2 separate regions of the Oryctolagus cuniculus genome follow, and region 2 is linked to region 1. Evidence: chromatin contacts called from public Micro-C data. All regions are on one chromosome and are shown on one strand. Each heading gives the region's core, a stretch centred on a gene start, on an enhancer-like site or on the middle of the called end of the contact. The rest is flanking DNA. Distances are from core to core; before and after follow the strand shown.

Region 1 (5,695 bases), core at 1,799-4,298:
ATAAAGTATACAGCAAGTTTAATAATGATGTGTACTAGGAAGAATGAATGGGATATGGACTTTCAGAAAGAGCAAGCTAGGCTCCATCAATTCATTGACAGATTTTTCAGTACAGATGGGAAGGGAGTGAGAAAGTATACCATACAAACACCTGCAGGCATACAAAAACAGGCATGCTGGGACATAAAACAAGCAGATCACTGAGCTAGAACTGAGAGATCAAGGAAGAACAACTGGGTTACCTAAGGCAGGTCAGGCCATTGACTTCTATTCTGAGTGAGATGTGAAGCCACGGGAGGGTTCCAGGTAGAGATGTTCTATGATCTGACTTGGGCTTCAAATGGACTGCTCTGGCTATGTGTTGAGAACAGCTTTAGGCACAAGGAAAGGGACTTAATTAGGAGGCAAGTATGAGAGTTTAGGCCAGAGGAGGTGGAGGCTGTGCCAGGGAGGCAGCAGTGATGTAGGGAAAACTGTTCATATTCTAGATACATGTTTAAGGGAGAGAAACCATGAATTCTGATGGATGGAATGTGATATCTAAGAGAAAAAAGGCAAGCCAAGGATGACTGCAGGTGTTTTGCCTTAGCTACCAAGAGAATGAGAGAAGCCCTCTGAGGAAGCAAAATGAGAGACCAGCAAAAATTATGAAACAATGCTGTCACAGAAAACAAAGGAGCTCACACAGAGAAGGAGAGCTTGGTTAATATCCACAAAAGCTGCATAAAAACCATGGGAATAATATGAGCACAAAAAATTTCCCCTTTGATCTGACGTCAACAACAGAAAAAGCAGCTCTTCAATGACGGCGGTGAAACAGTATAATCTTTTTCTTTTTCTCTTTATTCCCCAAGCCAAATGCACAGAAATTGCTAGCCTATGTAAGAAGGTATCAATAGACTGAATAAAAGAATAAACCTATTTGAAGCTCAGCCAAATCCTACAAATCTACATAATCACAATGGAAGACAGAAGCTCAGGACACAGTGCGTGTCTGCTAGGCATTTATGGACGATGGTGGACACCTATGTGAGCGCACTCATAGGTGTGAGGCAGTCATACCATTGTGCCACATGTCTGCTTGTTCTAAGCATCACCAGATAAGGCTTGAGCATGAAGAGCAGTGTTAACGCCAAGTACCACTTACCTCAACTCAGAATAAACATTTGTTTGTTCTAGAAACAGTAAGCCTTAATAAATGTTCAACTCCCCCCCTTCCCTTCTGTGAGGGATGTATAGCCTAGAAGCTTCAAGGATATGTATTTGCCCCCAAACTGCCTAGCTCAGCTCTTAGAACAAATGCATGCCAACTTGATAAAAAAAAAAAAAAAAGCGCAGCTCAAATGGAAAATGCTCTCTGCTCTCTGATGGAACATCGATATTTTGTAAGAACTCTTTTCTGCCTGGAGAAAAACTGCCTCACCTTGCATTTTCATTTGGGTAATAACCCACAATAGCAACCTGCAGTCATTCCTGATTTCCCTGCAGCGAAGAAGAACTTGAGTTTATTGTGCTGCTTTGTGGGAGGTGCGAAAGCAACACTCCCATCTGCCAGAGGTGCCCCTACCGTGAAGGAGAAGGTGTCAAGGAAGAGAGAGGCATTGCATGAGCTTAAGTTTGGTGTCATGGAAAATATGCAATCCTGGGAGATGGAAGAGGTGGTGTTGGAGGCCCCCTTATCACTGAGGGCCAATAACTTCTCTTTCTAAAGAAGGGCTCACAATCTTATCTGTTTGAAAATCCCCTATTATGTCTTCAACAAAACAGCTCAAATTTTCTTTTCCACTTTGAGTCATATACGACTGGAATGAGTTCAGCTTTTTGGAACACACTGAGCACTTGATGCCAGGGTCACAGATTGAGTCCTTGACTGTACTCATTGCTTTATACTCAGAGCGTTTTCCATCCCAGAAACCATTTCCCGCTCCAGAGCCATATGTGAAATTCCAAACCCCCACACAATTAGTGATTGCAACTGGGACCTACAGAGAGTATGGTCATTTCTGTAAAACTCCTCCCTTCATTGAAGAACTTCTCCTGCCCCTTGTTCTGATCATACAGTAGCATCTTCATTTGCAAATTTAACTGAAATCATCTATTGAAAGCTTTTCCTGCCCTGCCTTCTTTGCCCCAGGGAAGGCAACTGGGTACTCCTGCTGAATTCATCCTCAAGCTGCCCAGTTCAGATAAACACACAACAGACAAAAATAGACCATGAGAACTTTCCTCCTGCTATCCACTATGTTCACTAAAAGTCTAGGAGTACTACCTGATTTTCCAGCTTCAAAGAATATAGGAAAGATTCAGTGTGCTATACTATGTAAAGAAAACAAAGAACCTCAAAAGCAAACATGGTTGTATTTTTGTGTTATCTTGTATTGCTACTGCTTTTGCTCTTGTTGTAATAAAGAAATGACGTTGTACAAAAAAAATTTGTGAGACCTTGGGTAGATGGAGATTGCTTTCTGTGTTCCTTCCATGGGACCCCTTAGCAAGGATTGGGATTCACAAGTTAATGTATAGACAGGACATGAAATGTCTTGCAGGCTCTTTAAGGACTGCATGGATCACAGCCAGTCATTCTCTGTGTTGCGTTTCCTAGCAGGTCATGGCCTGGAGTGACTGGCTACAGAGCATTCCACATCCTGAGTCACAAACCTTGCAGGTGGCCCTTCTTTCTGCCAGCTTGATCAGATCAGATCTAGCCTTGGGAAGGGCCATGGTGCAGCAGGCGCCCAGAGGGTGTGAAGAGGAGAGGGAAAGGCAGCAGCCAGAGCAAGTACCCAGGTCTATAGTGGAAGCCCAGAATTAGAAAAGTGACAGATTACAAAGAAAGAGAACCTGACAGAAGCACAGAACTTGAAAGACAAATACAATGTCAGTGAGCCTCTATTCTAATTCTCAGCATTATGAAATATAGGAGAATAGCCTCCAGGGAGCCAGAGAGAGAGAGAGGAAAGGGAAAGGAGGCCAAGTTCGTGGTTCTGAGAGTAAGCAGACAGGAATGGGGGTTGGAGAGAAAGTGTGCCCCATGCGTACAAGAAAGGAAGGAAGGAAGTGATGCAATACAGCAAAGAATGCAAGAGAGCCTGAGCAATTCCACAGAGAGCAGAGTGTGTGGACAAGCCTGCGTGAAGGGAGAACAACGGACAGGAAAGCTTCTGGAACAAGCCGCAGCCAGATGGCCCTTGACCCAGAGGGGAACTGGAGCCCTCGGTATGGAGAGATCTTCCCCTCGGCCAGGCGTGGACTTGCTGCCTTGGCCGAGTCTTGAGAGAGGACCCAACTGGACATAAATGGAGAGAAGACCGAATCAGGGGATGCTGTGGCCTGAAATTCACATCCTCTCAAACTGAGCACAATTTTAAATGTTTGATTCCTCCTCTTCTTGTTTGAACTTGGGCAGAAGCACCCTGAAGTCTAAGTCACCTCTGGACTGCATCCCCAACTCTTCATTTAGTTTATTGTAGGACTTTATCTCTCTAAGCCTTGGTTGATTCATCCTCAAATGTTGAACACCATTCATGGGTTTAGCAGCAGAATCTCCCTCCTGCACACAAAGAACCTTCCATAGACTGCAGGCTCCATGGAGCCACAGGCCACATCTGCCTTGGTCATTATGACCTCATCTCGCTGAGAACACTGACAGGCACGTAGCGGATGCACCATAGATGGGTGTCAAATGAATTAAAGGAAAATACAATGCGCATAGCATACAAAAGCTGAGCTGTGCTGGCTGAAGCAGTATGGAACCCTACTCCCTCACCCCTCTTGACCATTGGGTCCCTAAAGGAGTACTCAGAGCACGGAAACCCCAGCTTGAAACTGCTAGCTGACCTAGCTGTCCTGACACCTCCTCTGCAAGTACCTAGTTCTATGGTCTCTGTGCCGAGCACGTTGAGTTCAAGTGTAGACATTCATCTGGTTTGGCCCAAATTCACCTGACTGAAGGATCACTTTTCCCACTTCACCCTCTACTTTAAAGTCCTGGTCTTTAAACCTTCTTGCTGGTACAGTTTCCCCTCTCTTTCCAGAAGATGAAAGAATTTTTCCAGACAAGCCTGCTGTGAGTGACTTCATGGAAATGAATATCTCGAGTCCCTTATGTGCCTCTCATGCGGGGAACTCCTTGTATTTATTTATTTTTAAGAATAGGACTGGGAGGTTGACGTTTCCATTAGCAGTTGAGTGATTTTTTTTTTAAATAAAAACTCCACTCCTCAGTGAGACATGCCTCACATTCCGGTCTCCCCACTTCAGGCACTTCTGTGCTACTAAATATGCGGTGGGAATGACACATGTCTGGAAACCCAGAAGTAACACGTCTCACAACTGCTTGCTCAGTGGTGTACAATGAAGGTGTTGTGAGCGGCTGCCGGAGGAATGCAGACTCCAAGATCCTCAAAGAGCAATCTGTGACATCTTTTGCCTTGGCATTTATCCCTAGGTGTGCTCAAAGGTGTCTTATGTTTGAGTGCTACTCCTGCCTATCATGGGATTAAGGCACGGAGTCATCTGGCTGTCCAAAGGCTACTGGAAATATCACAATATCGTTAGGCAAACTGAGGCCGGTAATTTCCCCTCCAAGATAGGACACCTGTGATAACAGATGCCGCTAACGGGATGAATTAGCTCCCCATACACAACGTCAGGTACAAGCGAGCCACATGGATGTTTGCCTCAGTGCTTCCTGTAGCTCTGGTGTACTTCTGTTCTTAAGGGGCAGACACAATCAGTTTAACTCAAAGACTTTTTCTCCCAATTTGTCTCAACCAAGAGATTCACAACAAGGTATTCTCTTGACCAAAGTTAAGGCTAATAATAGGATAGAGGTTGTGAAATGGAAATTTAAAATGGAATTGGATTGCTAAGGATTACGCTAATGAAATACAGATTGGATCAGATATAAATTAAGTATCAGAACAGGAAGACATTTGTCCCAGTTGAAAAAAAAAAAGTGTTGAAAGTCTTTGGACACAGATTTTCAAACAATTTCTAACTTTATACCAACAGTTTAATCCTTGGCAAAATATATAGTACACTTCAACAAGAGAAAACTTTGCAATTACCTTTTATTAAACTCAAAATAATTTCTTGTGTAACAATTAGTTCTTATCATTCGGATGGTTTTTCGGATTAATGAATTCAAAATGTGAGATATTTTCTCTTAAAATAAGCATTTTAATTAAACTAATGAAAAGATGTTTGGTTGAGCTTTGAAAAGTTTACAAAGAAGTCTATAGTGGATGACTTTTTTTCCCCCCAAAGAAACCTTTTATTAAAGGGATACAAACTTCATGCATTTCATAGGTACAATTTTAGGAATATAGTGATTCTTCTTGCTATAACTGCCCTCGCACCCGCACTCTCACCCCTCTTCCTTCTCCCTCTGCCATTCCCAGTCCGATTGTCCACTAAGATCCATTTTCAATTAACTTTATACACAGAAGACCAACTCTATACTAAGTAAAGAGTTCAACAGTTTACATAAAAAAAAATGTAATGGATGACAATTTTAAAAGTCATCTATCCCTAGTCCAAAAAGGGAATCCATGTGAGCTTACAGATGTAGGTACCAGTACTTAGGACCACTAAGCAAAATGGGAGATAGAAGTGGCGTTAACCATAAACCTGGACACTTAAAAGCAGTGCTTGATGATGACACATAAGTGGGATCAACATAAACACATTCGCA
Region 2 (5,695 bases), core at 1,275-3,774, 310 kb after region 1:
TTTTCATAAACTATGCTATTTTTAGTTACATGGAATGCATTGTTGTTTTGTTTAATAAATACTCAGTATTAATTTCAAACATGGTAGGCACAGTTTCGCTTTCCACTGTTTCAGTTCCCATCTGTCAACTGTGGTCTGAACATATTAAATGGAAAATTTCAGAATAAAGCTCAGGAGAAGTGTTTCACAACATACTGTGCAGGAAGAACTTCGAGGGGTAGTCCTTGTGGTGCAGAGGTTAAGCCCCCGTGTGGGACGCCTGCATTCCGTGCTGCAGTGCCTGGACTGCGCTCAGCTTCCCTTCCAATCCAGCCTCCTGCTAATGCCCACCCTGGGAGGCGGCAGGTGGCGGCTCAAGTACTTGGGTCCCTGCCACCCCTGTGGGAGACCTGGGTGGAGTTCCTGGATCCTGGCTTTAGCCAGGCTTCAGCTCTCCTGGCTACTGAACCAGTGAACAGAAGATCTCTCCCTTTCTTTCTGTCCCCCTGCCTTTCAAATAAAAATAAATAAATAAAACTGAAAAAAAAAAAAAAAACCCAACCCAAAACCTTTGTACCTAGGATCTACTATTTAGGGAAAATGTAACAATTTTTCATTTTCAAATATTAATGTTTGGCAGCCATTGGGGATTGTTTTGATGGGTATTTGTTTAAAATTTTAACCTAGAAGAAGTTAAAATTACCAGTAATTATATTAAAAGCATTCTTACATTCTTAGTTTTACAGAGAACAAAATGCTTTTTTTACCTAATTTTCTACATACTCTAAATTATGATGATTCACATGGATATTGTTATAGTTTTGGAGTTTTCCACATCAAAAATCGAAATTAGAAAATCCATTTTCAGCTTTTAGATTGTGCACAGATGATAAGGAAATTAGACTTTTCATGGCCATTTAAGTATAGGAAAAAACATAGCATAGATGAGGGGACTTGAAACAATTCACGCGAAAATGGAATGAAAAGATAAGTTTACTCTGATGTTAAAAAAAGGAAAGCCGAAAGCCATGCCGAGTTTTTGTGGAGTACGCATTCTTCATGAACTCCTTGAAGACCCCTGGCTTATGGTTTGGAACTGGGTGATTGCAAGCATCTGCTGGGGGCCTTAGGGTGGAGCCTGTGGATAGAGCGGAAACTTCTGTGTCCACAGTCCTCCTTTTTAAAGCAGCTTTTGGACTCCTGAATTTATTTTTCGAAAAAATTTCTTTTATGTATTTGAGAGAGAAAGACAGATAATCTCTTACCTCTGCCGGTTTACTCCCCCGGATAACTGCAACAGCCAGATCTGGCCCAGGCCAAAGCCAGGAGCCCTGAACTCCATCCAGATCTGCTATGTGTGAGGCAGGGGCCCCTGTACTTGGGCACCCTTCTGCTGCTTTCCAGGCCCCTTAGCAGAGAGCTGGATTAGAAGTGGAGCAGCTGGGGAGCCTGCGCTTTGGCATAGCAGTGCTAGCATCCCATATGGGTGCCAGTTCGAGTCCTGGCTGCTCCACTTCCGATCCATCTCTCTGCTGTGGCCTGGGAAAGCAGTAGAAGATGGCCCAAGTCCTTGGGCCCCTGCACCTGCGTGGGAGACCTGGAGGAATCTCCTGGCTCCTGGCTTTGGATTAGCACAGCTCCTGGCTTTGGATTAGCACAGCTCCGTTGCGGCCAATTGGGAAGTGAACCAACCAATGGAGGACCCCCCCCCCCCCCCACCGCCTCTCCTTATCTCTCTGTGTAATTTTAACTCTGCTTTCAAATAAAATAAATTTTTAAAGAAAAAAAAAAGTGGAGCAGCTGGGACTTGAACCAGCACTCCAATATGGGATGCTAGTGTCACAGACAGTGGCTTAGCTTGCTGCCACAATGCTGGGCCCCGAATCCTGAATTTTTAAGCGTGTAGGAGGGTTTTGAGACTGTCATGTTTGAGAGCCTCTGGCCTAGAGCAGGCCTATGGGGATTCAGCAGTGGCTCCAAAGCACACGAGGCATTTTCTTCTCACCTGTCTCTACTGAAGCCAGGTGCACACCACGGAAGTGAAATAGAAAATTAAAGTGATGTCGAGAGGCCAGGCTGCCTTTGTGCTGAAAAACAACGAACCTCACTTCTCAAAACTACTCCCCGAGTCAGTAGTTAGCATATCCCGTGTCAGAGACCACAGAGGCTCCGAAGAGTTCGGTGCCTTTTCCCTGGCAACTAAGTCAGCGGCAGTCCCATGGGTCTGCTCAGGGCTTCCCATCAAACCGAAACACGTCTGATGATAATGGGAAATGTTTAGGTGCAAAATACTTTCACCTAAAGTATAAACACTACTGAGATAAAATGTGGCTTCGATTTGTTTGACTTAATCTGAGTAACGGCCTTGATACGCGGCTCGAAGGACTGGTGGAGAGAATGACGTCACAAGAGTTAGCAAGTTTCATGCAAACCTCTATAAACCAGCTGGGCTTCTCTTTAAACTTCTTGGAATAATTCTTCTCCCTAAGGGAAAAGGTTGTTGGGTTGGGTTTTTTCGCCCCTCCCTTTCTTCCTTCTGTTTTTGTCCTGGCATTCCTTTGTGAGTATGGAAGTCATTACTAAATAGGGACAAAAAGCTGCAGTTTGACTTCCTGTGAGAACGTGCCCGGCGCTGATCGGCAGCCGGCTTTGATATGTTATCTGTGGCGGCCGCTGCACTCGCCCGGATGGCTTGCTTCCACTTCCTGTGCCGGTGCGGTGCAAGGCCCAAGTGTGTGCACACGTGCTTGTGGGGGCAGAGGCGAATGGAGGCAGAGCTGAGCTGACCTGGGTTTGGGGAAGGGTTTTGCTGCGACGTTGGGAGGGCCGTATGCTTTCGCGGAGGGAGCACCAGTTAGGTAAACCAAGGGTCCACTTCTTCCCTGTCCGCCTCTGGGGATGCGCATGGCTCTTGGCTAACTATGTAGTCCTCAGGCCCAGTTCCACTTCCTTCTAAGGCTCTGACGCGCTGTAACTGGCTGCTCCTCAGATCCTCAGATCTTGGCTCCCCACGCTTTGCTCTTCTTCTTTCTTCTTTCTTCTTTCTCCTCCTCCTCCTTCTTATTTTTTTAAAGATTTATTTTATTTATTTGAAAGACAGAGTTACAGAGAAAGGTAGAGGCAGAGAGAGAGAGGGGGGTCCTCCGTCCACTGGTTCACTCCCCAGATGGCCACAACGGCCAGAGCTGTGCTGATCCAAAGCCAGGAGCCAGGAGCTTCTTCTGGGTCTCCCAGGCCGGTGCAGGGGCCCAAGGCCTTGGGCCCTCCTCCACTGCTTTCCCAGGCCACAGCAGAGAGCTATGGCCTTTATCCTGGAAAGACAGCGCGGAGCGTCCACTTCCTGTCGGGGTCAAGGGCGGCTGGAGCCTGGAAACGGGATCCTGTCAGGATCTGCCCCAGTGCTGTGCCCTGGCCCAGGGGCGCTGGCCCGGCAGCCGCGTCTCTAGCTCGGCTCCGTTTTTAAGAAATCCAACTGGCTTTAAAATGCGGAGAACAGCACGGGTCGCGCCTCTGCATTCCTGTCTGGGTGTGGGCGGGTAAGATGGATCCAGGACGAGAGCGCCTCTCGGCCTACAGGAGCTCCCGCCGGCCGCGTCTCCTCCGCAAGTGCGTTTAGCGCCCTCTCGTGGCCAGGGTGAGCTGATTTCGCACAACGCTTGAAGAAGGAAACCTGTTGACTGGGAAATGCCGGGAAATAGGGGTTTTAATTTTTTTTATTTATTTCTTTTTTTAAATTTTATTTAATAAATGTAAATAAATGTAAATTTACAAAGTGCAACTTTTGTATTGTTATGGCTGCCCCCCCCAACCTCCCTCCCGTGGCCCTCCCCTCTCCCACTCCCTCTCCCATCCCGCCCTTCATCGAGTTTCATTTTCAATTACCTTCATATACAGAAGATCAACTTAGTATACACTAAGCAAGGATTTCAACAGGCTGCACTCACACAACCGCACAAGGTATAGGGCATTGTTCAATCAGTAGTGTTGTTTTTAAGTTTCATAGTAAAAAACATTAAGGACAGAGATCCTATGTGGGGAGCATGTACCCAGTGACTCCCGTTGTTGATTTAAAATAGGGTTTTAAACAGGAGGCTGGGAACATTTACAGTGCTCACTGAATATCCCCAGAGTTCAAGTCTGTCACCAAACATGAAAATTTGTGTTAAGTTGCATAATCGCCGCGGCCATGCAAGGTGAAGATTGATGGGCGTGTGCACTTCAGATATGAGTCATTCTCTGTTTTTAAAATCTTTTTTAAAGATTTTATTTATTTATTTGACAGGTAGAGTTACAGACAGTGAGAGAGAGAAAGGTCTTCCTCCCGTTGGTTCATCCCCCAAATGGCCGCAACGGCCGGCACTGCGCCGATCTGAAGCCAGGAGCCAGGTGCTTCCTCCTGGTCTCCCCCTCTGGTGCAGAGGCCCAAGCACTTGGGCCATCCTCCACTGCCCTCCTGGGCTACAGCAGAGAGCTGGCCTGGAAGAGGGGCAACCGGGACTAGAACCCGGCACCCATATGGGATGCCGGTGCTTCAGGAGGAGGATTAACCAAGTGAGCCACAGCACCGGCCCCTCTGTTTTTAAATTTTCTGTGAGATTTTGTGTTCTTAGTGTGGGAGGCAAATGTTGACTTGATAATTTATACTCCGTGCAAAAGATGCACAGGTTGGTTAATTTTTATCAGCCTCAGTTTCTCTTTTTTCCTCATCTATAAGGTGTAATTTAAAAGAACCCTTCCGTCTTTTAGAAAAATGTCAGCAAGCTCAAATGTTTACCTTCCAAGTTAAACACCCACCTCCTATATCTGAATGCCTGCGTTCAATCCCTGGTCCCGGCTCCTGACGGCAGCTTCCCAGCAACACGTGGTAATGGCCCAGATGGGAGATCCGGATGGAGTTCTTGGCTCTCTCCCGGCTTCAGCCCTGGCCGGGCTCCAGGCATTGCAGGCCTCTGGGAGGAGGCGTGGGGTGAACCAGTGGGGGGAGGTCTCTTTATCGCTTGTCTCTTTCTGTGTCTCTGTGTCTCTCTTCCCCCCTGCTTTTCAGATAAATAAATAAATAAATAAATAACTACTTAGGATTAAGTGGTTTTCTCCCCTCAACAAACCTCAAACTCCAGAGCTCTGTGACTCACTGTAGTGACTGCCCATACTTGACATTTTCTGTCCTCCAGGGGTGTGCTGTTAACAGGTAGTGTGGGAATAATACTAATAATCATTAGTTAACTGCCTGTTTCTATGTCTTTGGTACTGTTTCAGGTAGTTCCTATAATTTACACACATGTGCTTTTTATTTTTTATTTTATTTTATTTTATTTTATTTTTTTTGACAGGCACAGTGGACAGTGTGAGAGAGAGGCAGAGAGAAAGGTCTTCCTTTCTTCCGTTGGTTCACCCCGCAATGGCTGCTGTGGCTGGTGCACTGTGCTGATCTGAAGCCAGGAGCCAGGTGCTTCTCCTGGTCTCCCATGGGGTGCAGGGCCTAAGCACTTGGGCCATCCTCCACTGCACTCCTGGGCCACAGCAGAGAGCTGGCCTGGAAGAGGGGCAACCGGGACAGAATCCTGCGCCCCGACCGGGGCTAGAACCTGGTGTGCCGGCGCTGCTAGGTGGAGGTTTAGCCTATTGAGCCGTGGCACCAGCCACACATATGCTTTTTAACCTATTATTTTTAAAAATTTTTTTAGCTTACAAAACTGTGCAAGATAAATAATCCTTA

Evidence for each region. A called contact is a pair of places that touch in the nucleus more often than the background predicts.
Region 2: a contact with region 1 is called in a Micro-C map of ear pinna, with 5 times the contacts expected there. The contact joins two enhancer-like sites. A contact is called at or near these places in 4 of 6 Hi-C or Micro-C datasets (ear pinna, psoas muscle, skin fibroblasts and 1 more).

The regions. Positions count from the first base shown.
Region 1 is chr2:77,430,948-77,436,642 of mOryCun1.1, forward strand. All of the region lies in intron 5 of DLC1 (DLC1 Rho GTPase activating protein), which reads left to right. The region is part of intron 1 of LOC103352202 (a long non-coding RNA gene); the gene reads right to left. Among named protein-coding and RNA genes, the nearest start is that of C2H8orf48, 200 kb to the left of the region's middle. Within about 2 kb of position 3,049, at least 4 of the 8 cell types and tissues checked have an H3K27ac peak or open chromatin away from gene starts, as enhancers often do. A contact at or near this core is called in ear pinna, where this site is marked.
Region 2 is chr2:77,743,032-77,748,726 of mOryCun1.1, forward strand. No RefSeq gene overlaps it. Among named protein-coding and RNA genes, the nearest start is that of TRMT9B, 72 kb to the right of the region's middle. Within about 2 kb of position 2,525, at least 4 of the 8 cell types and tissues checked have an H3K27ac peak or open chromatin away from gene starts, as enhancers often do. A contact at or near this core is called in ear pinna, where this site is marked.